Linked DNA regions of Mus musculus: region 2 is linked to region 1. Evidence: chromatin contacts called from public HiChIP or PLAC-seq data. All regions are on one chromosome and are shown on one strand. Each heading gives the region's core, a stretch centred on a gene start, on an enhancer-like site or on the middle of the called end of the contact. The rest is flanking DNA. Distances are from core to core; before and after follow the strand shown.

Region 1 (7,618 bases), core at 4,385-6,884:
GAAATAAAAAGGTGTATTATGTGTTGAGGCATTGTCTGATGTCTGTTGCCTTGGAGCTAGTATTGTCCTGTCTCATTCTCTCAAAATCTTGGATTGCAGAGTTATGTTATCACATCCTGCTTTTAGTACCTTTAGATTGATTCTGAGAAAGGTAACTTAGGGGTTCATTCATTTATTTATTTGTATTAACTTTGTATGTGTATATTCATATATGTGCTAATGTCTTTGGAGACCAGAGGCAGAGCTGTTCACTTGGATTTGTGAGAATTCCCTCCCTCATAGACTGGGCTGGCGATCATCAGATCCCAGGGATCTGCATGTCCCCATCTTCTGAATGCACACTAGCTTTTTTGTTTGTTTGTTTTTTGTTTTGTTTTTTGAGACAGGGTTTCTCTGTATAGCCCTGGCTGTCCTGGAACTCACTTTGTAGACCAGGCTGGCCTCGAACTCAGAAATCTGCCAGCCTCTGCCTCCAGAGAGCTGGGATTAAAGGCGTGCGCCACCACGCCCGGCTCACACTAGCCTTTTATGGTGGTGTTAAAAAAGATCAAAATGGGGCTGGTGAAGTGGCTCGGTGGGTTAGAGCACCCGACTGCTCTTCCGAAGGTCCAGAGTTCAAATCCCAGCAACCACATGGTGGCTCACAACCATCCTTACCGAGATCTGACTCCCTCTTCTGGAGTGTCTGAAGACAGCTACAATGTAATTACATATAGTAAATAAGTAAATCTTTTAAAAAAAAAAGATCAAAATGGTTCTTATTTTATGTTGCAAATTCTTTATCAATTAAGCCATCTCTTCAGAACCGTATTTATTTTTTTAAAAAGGGGGATGTTGTGGAGGTGTGCTTCTGTGTTTGAGGGTTCAGAAGATAGAGAATATCAGGTATCTTGCTTGTATCATGTTCTTTTTCTTAGTCCCTTGAGACATGGTCTCTCACTAAATCAGAGTGAGGCTGGTGACTGGCAGGCCTCAGTGGTCCTTCCGTCTTTGTCCTCAACAGCATGGCCACACCCTGTTTTGTTTTGATTTAGGGTCTGACTATGTAGTCCTGACAGTCCTAGAACTTGATAAGCAGACTAGGCTGGCTTCCATCTTGAAGAGATCCACCTGCTTCTGCCTCATAGAAGCTAGGATTAAAGGCGGGTGTTGCTGGCACATATATGTCTTTAATCCCAGCAGTCAGGCCAGCCTGGTCTGCAGAGGGAGTTCCAGGACTACACAGAGAGACCCTGTCTCAGAAAACAAAACAAACTCTAGGATGAAAGGCCTGTAACATCATGCCCTGCTTTTTCTCATTTTTATGCCCTCTGAATCTTAGGTTACACTGCCATGAGCACCAGGGGACTATATCTTTCAGTTGTTTGTATTCTAACAGTAACCTAGCAAATATCTCATAGGAGATTAAACTAGTCTTGGTTGTGTCAGTAACTTGGTCTCAGTGTAGAAATATGTAAAGTAACAGCTCAGTAAAATTTTGGGATATTTCTTTTTTTCAGTTCTGGGGATCAAATCTAGGGCTTTGTCTGTCATTATTCTCCCTTGGTTTGTTGGGATTGGATCTGGTCTCACTGTGTAGCTCTAGCCAGCCTGCTATTAGCCATGCCGCTTAGGCTGCCTTTTTTTTTTTTTTTTTTAATTTATATAATTTATGTGCATGGATGTTTTGGTTGTATGTCATCATGTGCCTGCCTGGTGTCCTTAGAGTTCAGAAGAGATCCCTTGAATTGGGGTTACAGGTAGTTGTGAGCCAATATGTGGGTGCTATTAAGGGAACCTGGGTCCTCTACTATGCTTTAACTGCTGAGACTAGATACGTAGTGTTTCATTATGTGGTGACTGGAGGCCCAGAGCTGCTGGGACCAAGTAGTCTTTGTTTGTTTGTTTGTTTTTTGAGACAGGGTTTCTCTGTGTAGCCCTGGCTGGCCTGGAACTCAGAAATCTGCCTGCCTCTGCCTTCCAAGTGGCTGGGATTAGAGGTGTGTTCCACCACTGCCTGGCCCGAGTAGTCTTTTCTGTTTCATGCTCTTAGATCTGAGCCACCATGCCTTTTGTCTTTTTTTGGGGGGGGGGTAAAGATTTATTTATTTATTTTATGTATATGAGTACACTGTAGCTGTACAAATGGTTGTGAGCCTTCATGTGGTTGTCAGGAATTGAACTTTAGGACCTCTGCTCGCTGCTGTCTGTCCAGCTCACTCCGGTCAACTCAAACTCACTCAGTCCCTGCTCGCTCCAACCCAAAGGTTGGTTTATTTCTTTCTTTTTTTCTTTCTTTCTTTTTTTTTTTTTTAAGATTTATTTATTATATGTAAGTACACTGTAGCTGTCTTTCAGACACTCCAGATGAGTTACGGATGGTTGCGAGCCACCATGTGGTTGCTGGGATTTGAACTCCGGACCTGCTCTTACCTGCTGAGCCATCTCACCAGCCCATTTATTGGTTTTTCGAGACAGGGTTTCTCTGTTTAGCCCTGGCTGTCCTGGAACTCACTCTGTAGACCAGGCTGGCCTCGAACTCAGAAATCCGCCTGCCTCTGCCTCCCGAGTGCTGGGATTAAAGGTGTGTGCCACCATAACCAGCAGGTTTATGTATTATCATACCTAAGTACACTGTAGCTGTCTTCAGATGAGCCAGAAGAGGGCTCATCTGGGTGTGAGCCACCATGTGGTTGCTGGGATTTGAACTCAGGATCTCTGGAAGAGCAGTCAGTGCTCTTACCTGCTGAGCTATCTGGCCAGTCCCCGCTTTTTGCCTTCTAAAAAGTGTTTATTTACTCATTTATTTGTTTATTTATTTATTACAGGTATGGGTATTTTGCTTTGCATGTGTGTGTCTGTGCACCACATGAGTGCAATGCCCATAGGGGACAGAAGAGGGCATTGGATCCTCTGGAACTGGAGATGCAGCCGGTGTGGGTCCTAGGAAGTGTCCCTAACTGCTGAAATGCTATCCAGCTTCTGGAATCTCTTGTTGGTTTTAGGGAGGATCTTGAATTCCCTGTCCTCTTTGCTGAGTCTCCTGTGTGCTGGGGTGACAGGTGTGCAATAGGATATCTGGCTTTATTATTCATTATATTTCCCTCCTCTCTGTCAATACTTTTCATTCTTGCCTCAAAGTTATGCCCATCTTTCTGTCTCAGTTTTCCAAGTATTGGGATTACAGAGGTGTAATCCACACCTGACTTAATGTTGTTTTTTCCCCATTGGAAATGGGCTTACATAATTGTAGTAGTAAATGAATAGTCAAGGACAAGGTAAAGGACAAACAGAATCACTTTGCTTATCATGCCACTTGTTTGTTTGCCTGTTTATTTATTGGTCTTTCCAGACAGGACTTCTATGTGTAGCCTTGCCTGTCTTGGAACTCACTCTAGATCAGGCTGGGTTTGAACTCACAGAAATCCACCTGCCTCTTTCTCCCTAGCTCTGGAATTAGAGTCATGCATGCATGCCAATTCAAAGTTTATCATGCCTATGCTTGACCCAGTTGTTAGAAACATTATACCGGGCAGTGGTGGCGCACGCCTTTTATCCCAGCACTTGGGAGGCAGAGGCAGGCGGATTTCTGAGTTCAAGGCCAGCCTGGTCTACAGAGTGAGTTCCAGGACAGCCAGGACTACACAGAGACACCCTGTCTCGAAAAACAAACAAACAAACAAATTAAAAAAAAAAAAAAAGAAAGAAACACCATAAAAATTTCTATGGGCCTTCCAGGAAAGTAAAGAATTTTGTTTTATTTTGTTTTGTGTTGTTTGACAGGGATTCTCTGTATAGTCCTAGAATTCAGACCTGCCTGCCTCTCCTAAGTACTAAAAGCACGAGGCACCATGCCTGGGTGAAAGTTGTTGTTGTTATGTGGTTGGTTTGGCTTGGTTTGGTTTTTCACATTTAATAAGAACAAAAGGTTTGGGGTATAGCTCAGTCATTGAGCACTTGATTATCTTGGGTGCTGACACCTTGGTTCAGTCCTTAGAACTGCTTCAAAAAAGATAAATCAAGAACAGAGGTTTAAGGACTGATAGGGTGCAATGTTCTATGAACACTTGTTTGGAAGGAAAGTATGATTTAGCAGTCAAAGATAAGGGATGATGGGAAATGTGTGCAGGCTGATTGGGGCCACAGTTGCAGGTTATAGGTAAGCGTTTTTTAAACAATGGCAAGTGTTGTCATTCAAACCAGAAAACATCTGAGACTATTAACAGTAGATCTTTTTCACTTTGTATTTGAGGATTTTGAAAAGATTTTTATTTATTTATTTTTGGACTATTGCCCCATTATATAAATAACATCTTGCAGATCTACATTTGAAACTGCTTCAATATTCCTTCTGGGCCTTCCTAAATAATGTCTGGAGTTACATTGGACTTGGTGTGTTCCTGTGGGGAACAAAAGCACATGATCACTGAAGCCTGTAGCATAAATGAGAGGCTTGTGCGGGTGGTGTGAAAGGCGCTCTCCCAGCCTCACATGCCTGGGTGGGCAAGCTAAACTAATAGTTCCCAGCAGTTCTGAATCAGACACTGTGGAGCCAAGAGTCTAGCATTTGGAATTCCACTGCCTGTGCTAAGGGCCTGTCTTTTATCCTCCAAACCACCATTTGTTAAATGGCACTGGACCTGTTGACAAGAGGGGGGAGACTGGCAAAGATCAAGTTAAAAGGCAAAAAAAAGTTCAAAGGTAGGAAAATAAGAAGGGTTAGTTATGTCTTCACCTCCCCTTCCCCCACCCCGTCTCTGTCTCTGTCTGTCTCTCTATCTCTCTCTGTAGCTGTAGCCCTGGCTGGCTATTATAGACCCAGGCTGGCCTGGAACTCAGTGATGTCCAGCTTGCCTCCCGGGGTTCAATGGTGTGAGTTACTACACCATGTTTTTCCTCCTCTTCACTTATTTACTTATTTGTTTAATTTTAGTAATTTGTTACAAAGAAACTTCATATCTGAAAGCTGGGTTTGATTGTGCACTCTTTAATCCCAGCACTTGGGAGGCAGAGGCAGGTAGATCTCCTTGAGTTCTAGGCTGGTTTGGTCTACATAGTGAGTTCCAGAACTCTAGAGCTGTGTAGAGAGACCCTGTCTTCCTTCCTTCCTTCCTTCCTTCCTTCCTTCCTTCCTTCCTCTTATTTCTGTCTCTTTCTTTTTTTTTTTCCTTTTTTTTTTTGTGGGGGTGGGGGAGAGCTGTGAATCAAATCTATGAGCATGCTATGGAAAATTCTGAACACAAAAAATAGAACAATGTACTGAATGCCCGTGAACCTATCCGATAGCTGCAGTGAGTGGCAATTCATGAAGAGAAACCCGAACTTTCAGCCTTGGGTTTGGTCTCCATGTTGGGTCATGTTAAATTTGTCATCAGAGCACCGTGTTTAGGCTTTGTAATAAGTGATATGTCACTTAAACTTTCCTTTGGCCAGGGGTGGGAAGTGGGCCTGAGAGAGGGTATCTCTGTGTACCCTTGGCTACCAAAAAACAAAAACAAACCCCAATAAAAAACATCATTTCAAAGCATGTTTGAACCAAGTTTGATTTTCAGTGAGAGGCTTCACGAGGCTGTGTCTGCATCATATGTTTTAGGTGAAATGATCCAGAGCAGCCTTCACATTAGCTTCTATAACAGCTGGCAGGAGGTGGAGAGTGTGGGCGGGCACTGTGAGTAGTATAGTGTACGTTGATGAGATAGTGACTGAGCTAGCTGTTACTGCCCTGTCTTGTGCTGTCCCTTTTTCAAGGAGCAGTTGCTTTCGGTTTTCAGACCTACTGTTTTCTCTGTCTACAGATGATGTGCATTTGGCTTGGTTCCCTGTCTTTTCAGATCCAGCTGTTTCAAATTACATGGGATCCTCAGGGACGGACACTCTTCCTTAGCAAGCAGTGCTGCTTACTGGTGTTCTCTTCTGAAGCCTTTTTTCCTTTGCACACACTTTTGTATATTCTTTGTCTTAAAGAAAAACAGGAGACGTATGGTATGGCCAGGAATGTAGTAGGTAGGTTGGTCGAATGCCTGCTCACCATGCACAAAGCTCAGGATTTGATCTCCAACACCAGCTAAACTGAATGAGGTATTGAGTGCCTGCAGTCAGATTGGAGGACACCCTAGAGGCCAGGTCTCAAAAAAACTTGAAATCGACTTATAATAAATAAATAATATATTTAAAGTGCATAGTGGGTCTGGAGAGGTGCCTCAGTGGTTAAAAGTCTCACTGTGTTATCTGTAGTTGGCTTGGAGTTAGCTATGTTGCTTTATTTGCACCCCCAGCCCCCATTATTTGTATTGTTGTATGTGTATGGGTATCTTGCCTGTATGCATGTCTGTCTGTGCACCACATGCAGTATCCATGGAAGCCAGAACAGGGTGTTGCAGATAGCTATGATCTTTCATGTGGGTGATTGGACTTGAACCCAGATCTTTTGGAAGAGCAGCCAGTGCTCTCAATCACCTCTCAATCCTGTGTTTTGGACTTCTCAAGGTTGCTCTTTAACTCACTATTTAGCTGGTTGACCTTGATTTACTTATTTGCTTGCACCTCCTGAGCCCTAGAATTTACATACAGGTGTCTGTCTTGCCACTCTCCCAGCTCCTTACTCCAGCCTTTGTTTTGGAGTCTTACTGAGCTACTCACCTTGGCCTTGAGCTTGGGATCCTTCTGTCTCACCCAGGTCTCTTTCAGAAGACTTTGATAGATAACTATTTGCTTTCTGATGTGAGGAGTTTGACCATTTCCCCTCCCTTTCAGGGAGGGTGCTGTTCTTGTAAATTAATTGCTTGCTTACTTTTTTTTTAAAAAGATTTATTTATTATTATATCTAAGTACACTGTAGCTGTCTTCAGACACACCAGAAGGGCCTCAGATCTTATTAAGGATGGTTGTGAGCCACCATGTGGTTCCTGGGATTTGAACTCATGACCTTTGGAAGAACTCAGTGCTCTTACCCACTGAGCTATCTCTCCAGCCCAGCTTGCTTGCTTTTAATGGGGAATAGTATTTAAAATCTATACTCTTTGTGATAGAACTACGTAGACCAGGCTGGCCCTAAACTTAGGATGGTCTTCCTGCTTCAGCCTTTTGTCTGTGGCTGGGAATACAGGCATAGTTTGAGAAAACCATCTTTTTCCTTTGTAAATAAATACATATATTATACATTTATTATATTATTCACTCTCCATGGGTTATATAATTCCAAGTTGTCTTTGCAGGTGGTAGTAGCTTGGTGCATGCTATCAAGATTTCTTACTGGGGGCTGGAGAGGATGGTTCAGTGGTTAAGAGTACTTGTTGCTCTTTCAGAGGATCCAGGTTCAATTCTCAGCCTCCATGTGGTGGCTCAGAACTATATGTAAACTCCAGTTCACAAAACACGACCCGCTTCTGATCTCTATAGGCACCAGGTATGAATGTGGTTCACACACTTACACGCAGGCGAAGCGCTCATAAACATTAAAAAAAAATTGCTTTTTTTTTTTTTTTTTTTGGTTTTTTCAAGACATGGTTTCTCTGTATAGCCCTGGCTGTCCTGGAACTCACTCTGTAGACCAGGCTGGCCTCAAACTCAGAAATCCACCTGCCTCTGCCTCCCAAGTGCTGGGATTAAAGGCGTGTGCCACTACCACTACCATGCCCAG
Region 2 (6,958 bases), core at 1,950-4,449, 160 kb after region 1:
ATACAAACCACGATTTTCCCTCTCCTCAGTATACTCCTAAAATTAGAAAAGAGATGTGCTGGAGCTCCTCTGTTGGAATGCTGCCACCATGCCCTACTAATGCCTCGTCAGCCGTCTGCAGGTTCACACCCTCAAAGCCTCTTCTTGCCCGTGGATTCCTTAGCCCGCCCTAATTATCAAACAATTCCCTTGTCGATCTTTCCTCCCATCCTCAAAGGCAGCTGAGCGCTGCACAAATCTCCCCTACAAAAATCTACTCCTGACAGCTAATCTTCTGTTTGCCTTCAGAACAAAATGTAGAACTCTCAGCTCCTCCCTCACCATGCCTGCCTGGATGCTGCCATGCTTCCTGCCCTGATGATAATGGACTGGACTTCTGAAACTGTAAACCAGCCCCAATTAAATGTTTACTTTAAAAAACAAACTAACAAACAAAAACCAATCCACTCCTTTGCTAGATGTGTTGACAACTTTTGTTTTTTATTTTTCTGAAGCAGGGGTTTCTCCGTATATCCTTAGCTGTCTGGAACTATCTCTGTTGGTCAGGTTGACTTTGAACTTTAGAGGTCCACCTGCCTCTGCCTCTGGAATACTAGGATTAAAGGCCTGCGCCACCACTATCTTGATCTTGTTGGCAACCTTTAATCCTACCACTCCAGAGGCAGAAGCAGGTAGATCTCTGTGAATTTGAGGCTAACCTGGTCTACATAGTAAGTTCCAAGCCAGGCCAGACTACATAGTGAGACCCTGTCTCAAAACAAAACTAAAACCACTACCACCACTAAAACAAAAACACTCTTCACAGACTTCACAGGCCAGGCAGTCCTTTTCCTGTAACTTCTGCAGACCCAGAGCTCACTCCAAATGCTAAAGCCCTTTTTCTACCTTCTTTCCAGGAATAAAACCAGAATTTCTTCTTTTCTATTTTTAACATCACCATTGACCCATTGGCCTCAGATTTTGATTTCTTCCCTAAAATTTCATCTGGCATTGCTTTTATCATTATTATTATCGTTATAATGTATCTGGTCATTTAATTCAACTTTTAATCATTGGGTCTGGAGAACAGTGCAGTGGTTAAGAGCACTTGTTCATGCAGAAGACCCAGGATCCATTCCAAGCGCCCATATGGTGGCTCACAACCCTCCATCACTCCAGTTCCAGGGGATCCAACATCTTCTAGCCTCCAGGGCACTGCATGCATGTAGCACACAGCTATATATGCACATAAAACATCCACACACAAAATAATAGAAGTGAAGATATAATTTTTAAAAATTTACTTGTTTGGGGCTGGTGAGATGGTGTGTGAAGTCAGCTACAGTGTACTTATGTATAATAATAAATAAATCTTTGGGCCAAGAGCAAGCAGAGGTCCAAAAAATTCAATTCCCACAACCACATGAAAGCTCACAACCATCAGTACAGCTATATACAGTGAACTCCCATACATAAAATAAATAAATAAATCTTTTTTAAAAATTACTTGTTTGTTGAGCACCTACGATATGCCAGGTATTGTTCTAGGTTCTAGAAACATAGCCAAGACCAAAAAAAAAAAAAAATTGTCTTCAGTCATAATCTATCAGAAAACATAGGCCATAGACCAGGAAGTAAATGAGGGGTGGAGAAGAGGAGCCATGGCTTCAGATAATTTTTATTCTGGTACAAGGAGAAGCTATGTTAGTCAGGGTAGTTGGTCAGGAAAGGCCTCTTTGAGGAGGTAGATGACCCAAGAAGCAGTGGTGTCAGCTGTTAGGAAGGGTAATGGAAGCTGGAGAGAATAGTAAGTACAAAAACTGAGGTCAAAATTAAAGGTCAAGGGTTGAGGTGGAGCTAAAGTAGATCACCAGCTTAGCATTCATTCACCAGGCTCTGTATGCAGCCCTGCCCTCTTCGAGCCCCACACACTCAGGGCAGCTGACACTATTAAGTGAGACTATTAAGTGAGCCAGCATTACAGAACTTTGTGCAACAGAGGACAGTTAAGTCAGAAACTCACAACTAGTTAAAGTGTCAGTAGAGTGTTTAGCCACAGTAGGACTTCTATCTCATCTTTTCCTCTTTCCAAGACTCAGGCATCATGGTGAATGTCGGGGTGGAAAGATATAAGAGCCAGAGTTTGGGGAGGCCTGGGGTGAAATCGTGTCTTGGAAATGGCAGGGCTACAGCACTTGCAAACTCAGACCAGCTGTAGCTTTCTCCACCTGCACAGGATCAAGCCAGTCATCATTCCAGAATGCATGGATGAGGACCTCACAAATCCCCAGAGGTCTGTCTTGGGAGAGAAAGTCCTCTAAGTGTATATGTAGTCCCTGATAAACCATGTTCCAGTGGATGACCCCACACTGACACACTGATCAATATAATGTACCAGCAGTTCAAATTGGACTTCATGGATTATAAACAAAACTTAGAGACGGCTCAGCTGGTAAAAGCACTTGCTGCTGGACTGAGTTCAGTGCCAGGGTCTCACATGATGGAGGGAAGAGAATCGATTCCGGAACGTTGTCCTCTGATCTTCACACATGTGTTTTGTTGTGTGTCTGTGTGTAGATATATGCCATGTGTGTCCATATACACAAAACAAAATTAATAATAAATGTAAAAACGACGACATGAAGTTGGGAGTGGATCCCCTCCCTATGAGTTTGAGCTAGGAATGGCTGAAATGGTAATAGGGTCGTCAAAGAAATGGGGTCTCAGAGAATCACAGTCGAGAGGTGTGTGAATGGGAATGGAGGTCCCTCCAAAGCTGGAAATTGGGGTTAAGAAGAGCACTGAGGGAATCTAACATAAACTGAGGAATTAAGACCAGAGATAGGAGTCCTTCGAGAAGGCTGCTTTCCAATCAGCGTGGCACAGTTGCAAGGTGTGGGGTGTCCATGTAACAGACAATCTCGGTGAGGTGGGTTGGTGTTGCAACCTTGAAGAAGACTGTGTGCAGCGATCATGGGGTGCGTGTTGAAGAACTGGGGTCGGTGTCCGCGTTGGGAGGCGATGTGCGAGCGCCGGACGTATGTCTGTGTAGAATTGGAACTACTAGGGGACTGGGTCTCCGGCCGGACAGCGGGGCAAGCTGTTTCCGGGGCAGGGGCTTCGGCGTCGGCTCCTGGGCGCCCCCTGGCGGCCCCGACCCCGCCGCGGTTCTCACAATGCTTGCGTAGCCCCGCTCCGACTCCCCGGGCGGCGGCAGCTCCAAGATGGCGCAGGCGATCTTCGAGGCCCTGGAGGGTGAGCGCGTCGGGCCGGGGCAGCGGCTGTTCCGCGTGGCGCCCCCTCCCGCCGCGCCCTCGCAGCGCCGGGCCCAGGGCGCGTGGAGGCCGCGGGGCGGAGGGCGGAGGGCGTCCGGGCCGGAACAGCCGCGGGGCGGGAGGGGGCGGGAACAGCCTGGGAGCGCCGGCTCTGCGGGGAGGGGGCCTCGGGACCGGAACAGCGCGGCAGTCGAGGCCGCCGGCGCGGGAGGGTGCACGCCCAGGAAACAGCCGGGGGCCTGGGCCTGGAGAGACGGCGGTGCGGGAGGGCTGGGCGGCTCAGCTGCCCAGTCGGGCGCCCGAACCACTCAGAACGTCCCGAGACCCACGGTGGCCTCCGGGCTGGGATGTAGTCCTACTAAGTCCAGAGCAGAGAAGGAGGCGCCGCCTGTGTGCACAGCGGAGTCTGGGAGAGACCACCGGCCCAAACCAGTAAACACAGGGCACCCACCGTGCTCCGATCTGAGCCCTGCACGCGTGTGCCTGCTTGGGCTACTCTGGTCTCCGATCGAATCGGATTCGATTCTGTGATCTGCAAGATCGCCGTGGTGCATGGGCCCCAGGCTCTGGAGAAAGGGAGCTCTGAGCGCCACCATGTGCACCTGCTGGAGTTTAACAACAAAGGATGGCTCTAGAGACAGGAGAGGAGTTGGACACAGTAGTAGCCTTGTGGGTGGAGGGTGGAGTGAACAGCCCGAGTGGAAATCTGTGGGCCGGGCCGGCAGAAGGAAACCAAGGCTTGTAGTTCACTAGCTTCTTGGAGGATGAGCTCTCACCTGAGTCTTACCTTTGAAAGAAATCCAGTGATTCTTACTAAGCCAGATTCACTTGTCCTCATCCTCCTTCATTACTACCCCACCTCACCCCGCCGTCAGAATTGTGGGAAAGAATAGTAAAAGAAGGCAATCTCAGGCAGGGTTTGCCGTGCATGCTCATAATCCCAGCGGTTGGAAGACAGGCAGGAAGATCGTTAGCCTCGGCCACATAAGGATTTTGAGGCCAGCTTTGGCACCATGAGACTTTCAAAAACCAATTAGGAATATATGTGTACATACATATACTCAATAACAACTTTTTTTAAAAGGCCATGACTTTGAAGGAGAGTGGAGAGGTTATATGGGAGGTTTGGAGGGAGAAAAGTGAAGGGCGGAATGTCCTAATCAAATTATAATCTCAAAAGTATTAAAAATATCATTGTACAGAAAATAAAAGGGGGGAAAAACCACAAAACAACGGGAACTCAAAAAAGAAGACTGCAAAGGTGACCCCAGCTGGTGTGTTCTGTGAAGAAAATAGCAGGGGTGGTGTGGATCTGGGTGGTCAGTCAGGGTCGTGGGTGTTCGTTCCCTTTTGGAGGACAGTGGGGTATTGCGTGTGGTCAGGTCGTGGGTGTTCATTCCCTTTGGAGGACAGTGGGGTATTGCATTGTTTAAACGTTTCGTACAAGCATATGCTTGTGTATTAGCTAAAGAAAAAATTAAATAGGATTCGAGAAGTGTAGTTTCACTGGCCTTGAAAGGTCCCCAGGACCAAAATAAATAAAATTTCTACGAGAAGAACAGCAGGTGTGTGGCGATCCAAATAAAAGGGCATCGGAAGGACCAGGTGGTGGAAGCCAGGGAGAACAAGATTTCCCATAATTCCCGGTGCAGTGTAGCGGAGCGGCTTGAGAAAAGCCCTCCTCAGATCTGATGAGGCTTCTGAACTTTATCTTGGGATCAGTGTGGTGCTAAAAAAAGGTTTTCATCAGGGGAGCCACATCATCTGATGTATGTTTTATAAAGTTCACCCCGGCTTCTGGGGAATGCGGGGGGGGGGGGGGTATGGTGAAGGGCAGCAGGGAGTGTAAGGAGCTCGGCCAAGCGGCTGGAGAGGGTGGATCCCAGATATATTTGGGAAGCAGAATAGGTTAGATTTGCCAAAAGTCTAGAAATGTCAGGAAGGAAGCAGTGGGGTGAGGGAAGATTCCGGGAGCGCACCAGGGGCCTTGATGGGAAGGAAGGAAGGAAGGGCAGTGTGCCCGGCTTGTACTGATGGACTTCACCAGAAGGGAAAGGAGCGGAGGGTGGAACGTTTAATTAAGGGCTTTATGTTTTCGACCTTTTTTTATATGTATGGTCTGTATGTGTGCATACTTAGGTCACAGCATGCATGTGGAGGTCAGAGAACAACTTGCAGGAGTCAGTAGGTCCTAGAAGCCAAACTCAACTTGCCAAGTGCCTTCACCCACTGTGTGAACCCATCTCACAGGCCCAATATTTTATCTTGAAAAAAAATTTTTTTTTGTTTTTCCTCCTGAAGTTCTAATAGACAGAGTGATTCCAAGAACCCGACTTCTCCCGGTGATAACAGCTTGTGTTCTTCATGCTATGGAGCCTCACTGCCCACAGTTCAGGAAGCCTGCGTCACTTCCAGCCACATCCTCCCTTCTCTCACCCTCCTTTCTCCTGACTTTATCTGTTCCTCACCTGTGAAATAGACTATTATCAAAGTGAGCCACAAGAGCCTTGACACACGTCATTTCCTCAAGACACCTCTACGCTGTATGTGCCCCCCCCCCCCACTCCCCAGTAGTATCATAGAGAAAGACAACTTCACTCAACAGGGCAAGGGAAGAACATTGAGGAAAATACTGAGTTAAGGACCTGAACTGCAAAGTGAAAGTGAATGGAGTTGGCCAAGAAAGATGGGTCCAACTTTCCATTTGCGATTTTTTTTGCCATGGACAGATATGTTGCAAGCATTCTCAATCTTGTTGCCTGTGTAATTTGAAAATATATTAAACGATAACAAAGTCATTAGGTTTTATAGAATACCGAGGAATGCACGATTGAGTGATGAGGTGAGGAATAATGCAATTCTGGTGCAGAAATTTCATAATATGGAGTCCACCTAAAGACCATCCAGTGGATGGAATAGTTGCATAATTCCAAGGATTTTAGACATCAGAATTTTGATAAATTCAAATCTAAAAAGATTTGAATGTCAATTCAGTGTAGCACGTTCAAGACTTAAAGTGAGGTGTTAGTCATTTTTAATGATTCATTGCCTCACTAAATTTAATCATTTTGCCTGGAGAAGAAATGGGGGAGGATGGAGGGGGAGAGTCCTAAGAGAGATAACTGGGTTGGGGGGAGGGGGGTATTGCCTTAGAGTTTCTATCCCTGCACAAAGCATCATGACCATGATGCAAGTTGGGGAGGAAAGGGTTTATTCAGCTTACATTTCCAAATTGCTGTTCATCACTAAAGGAGGTCAGGACTGGAACTCAAGCAGGTCAGGAAGCAGGAGCTGATACAGAGGCCATGGAGGGATATTTTTTACTAGCTTGCCTGCTTGCTCTCTTATAGGACCCAAGACTACCAGCCCAGGGATGGCACCACTGACAATGGGCTGGGTCTTCCACCCTTGATCACTAGTTGAGAAAATGCCTTACAGCTGGGTCTCATGGAGGCATTTCCTCAAGGGAAGCTCCTTTCTCTGTGATAACTCCAGCTGTGTCAAGTTGACACACACAAAAACAGCCAGTACAGGGGTACTGTGAGAGAAAGCCCACCCTGACACTAATAATTATACTCTGCTATACTTGCAGACAGGCGCCTAGCATAACTGTCAACAGAAAGGCTTTAGCAACTGATGGACACTGATGCAGAGACCCACAGCCAAACATTAAGTGGAGCGTGGGGAATCCTGTGGAAGAGGGG

Evidence for each region. HiChIP or PLAC-seq counts read pairs in DNA pulled down with a chosen protein or histone mark.
Region 2: a contact with region 1 is called in an H3K27ac HiChIP or PLAC-seq map of the NIH/3T3 cell line, with 3 times the contacts expected there. The contact joins the promoter of Zfp341 here to the enhancer-like site in region 1. A contact is called at or near these places in 4 of 39 promoter capture datasets (Sertoli cells, cancer-associated fibroblasts, macrophages and 1 more), 2 of 15 datasets of contacts at CTCF or cohesin (both in the NIH/3T3 cell line), 1 of 484 Hi-C or Micro-C datasets (the N1E-115 cell line), 19 of 115 datasets of contacts at active chromatin or transcription factors (the 230-238 cell line, the NIH/3T3 cell line, the SCID.adh cell line and 13 more) and 3 of 9 other capture datasets (adipose tissue, liver and pancreatic islet).

What each region holds. Positions count from the first base shown.
Region 1 is chr2:154,450,262-154,457,879 of GRCm38.p6, forward strand. The region is part of intron 1 of Cbfa2t2 (CBFA2/RUNX1 translocation partner 2); the gene reads left to right. Among named protein-coding and RNA genes, the nearest start is that of Cbfa2t2, 18 kb to the left of the region's middle. Within about 2 kb of position 5,635, at least 120 of the 459 cell types and tissues checked have an H3K27ac peak or open chromatin away from gene starts, as enhancers often do. A contact at or near this core is called in the N1E-115 cell line, the NIH/3T3 cell line, adipose tissue and 6 more, where this site is marked.
Region 2 is chr2:154,610,169-154,617,126 of GRCm38.p6, forward strand. It overlaps Zfp341 (zinc finger protein 341), which reads left to right and starts at 3,200. Exons shown (of 15, transcript NM_199304.1): 1 at 3,200-3,234. The coding sequence starts at 3,204.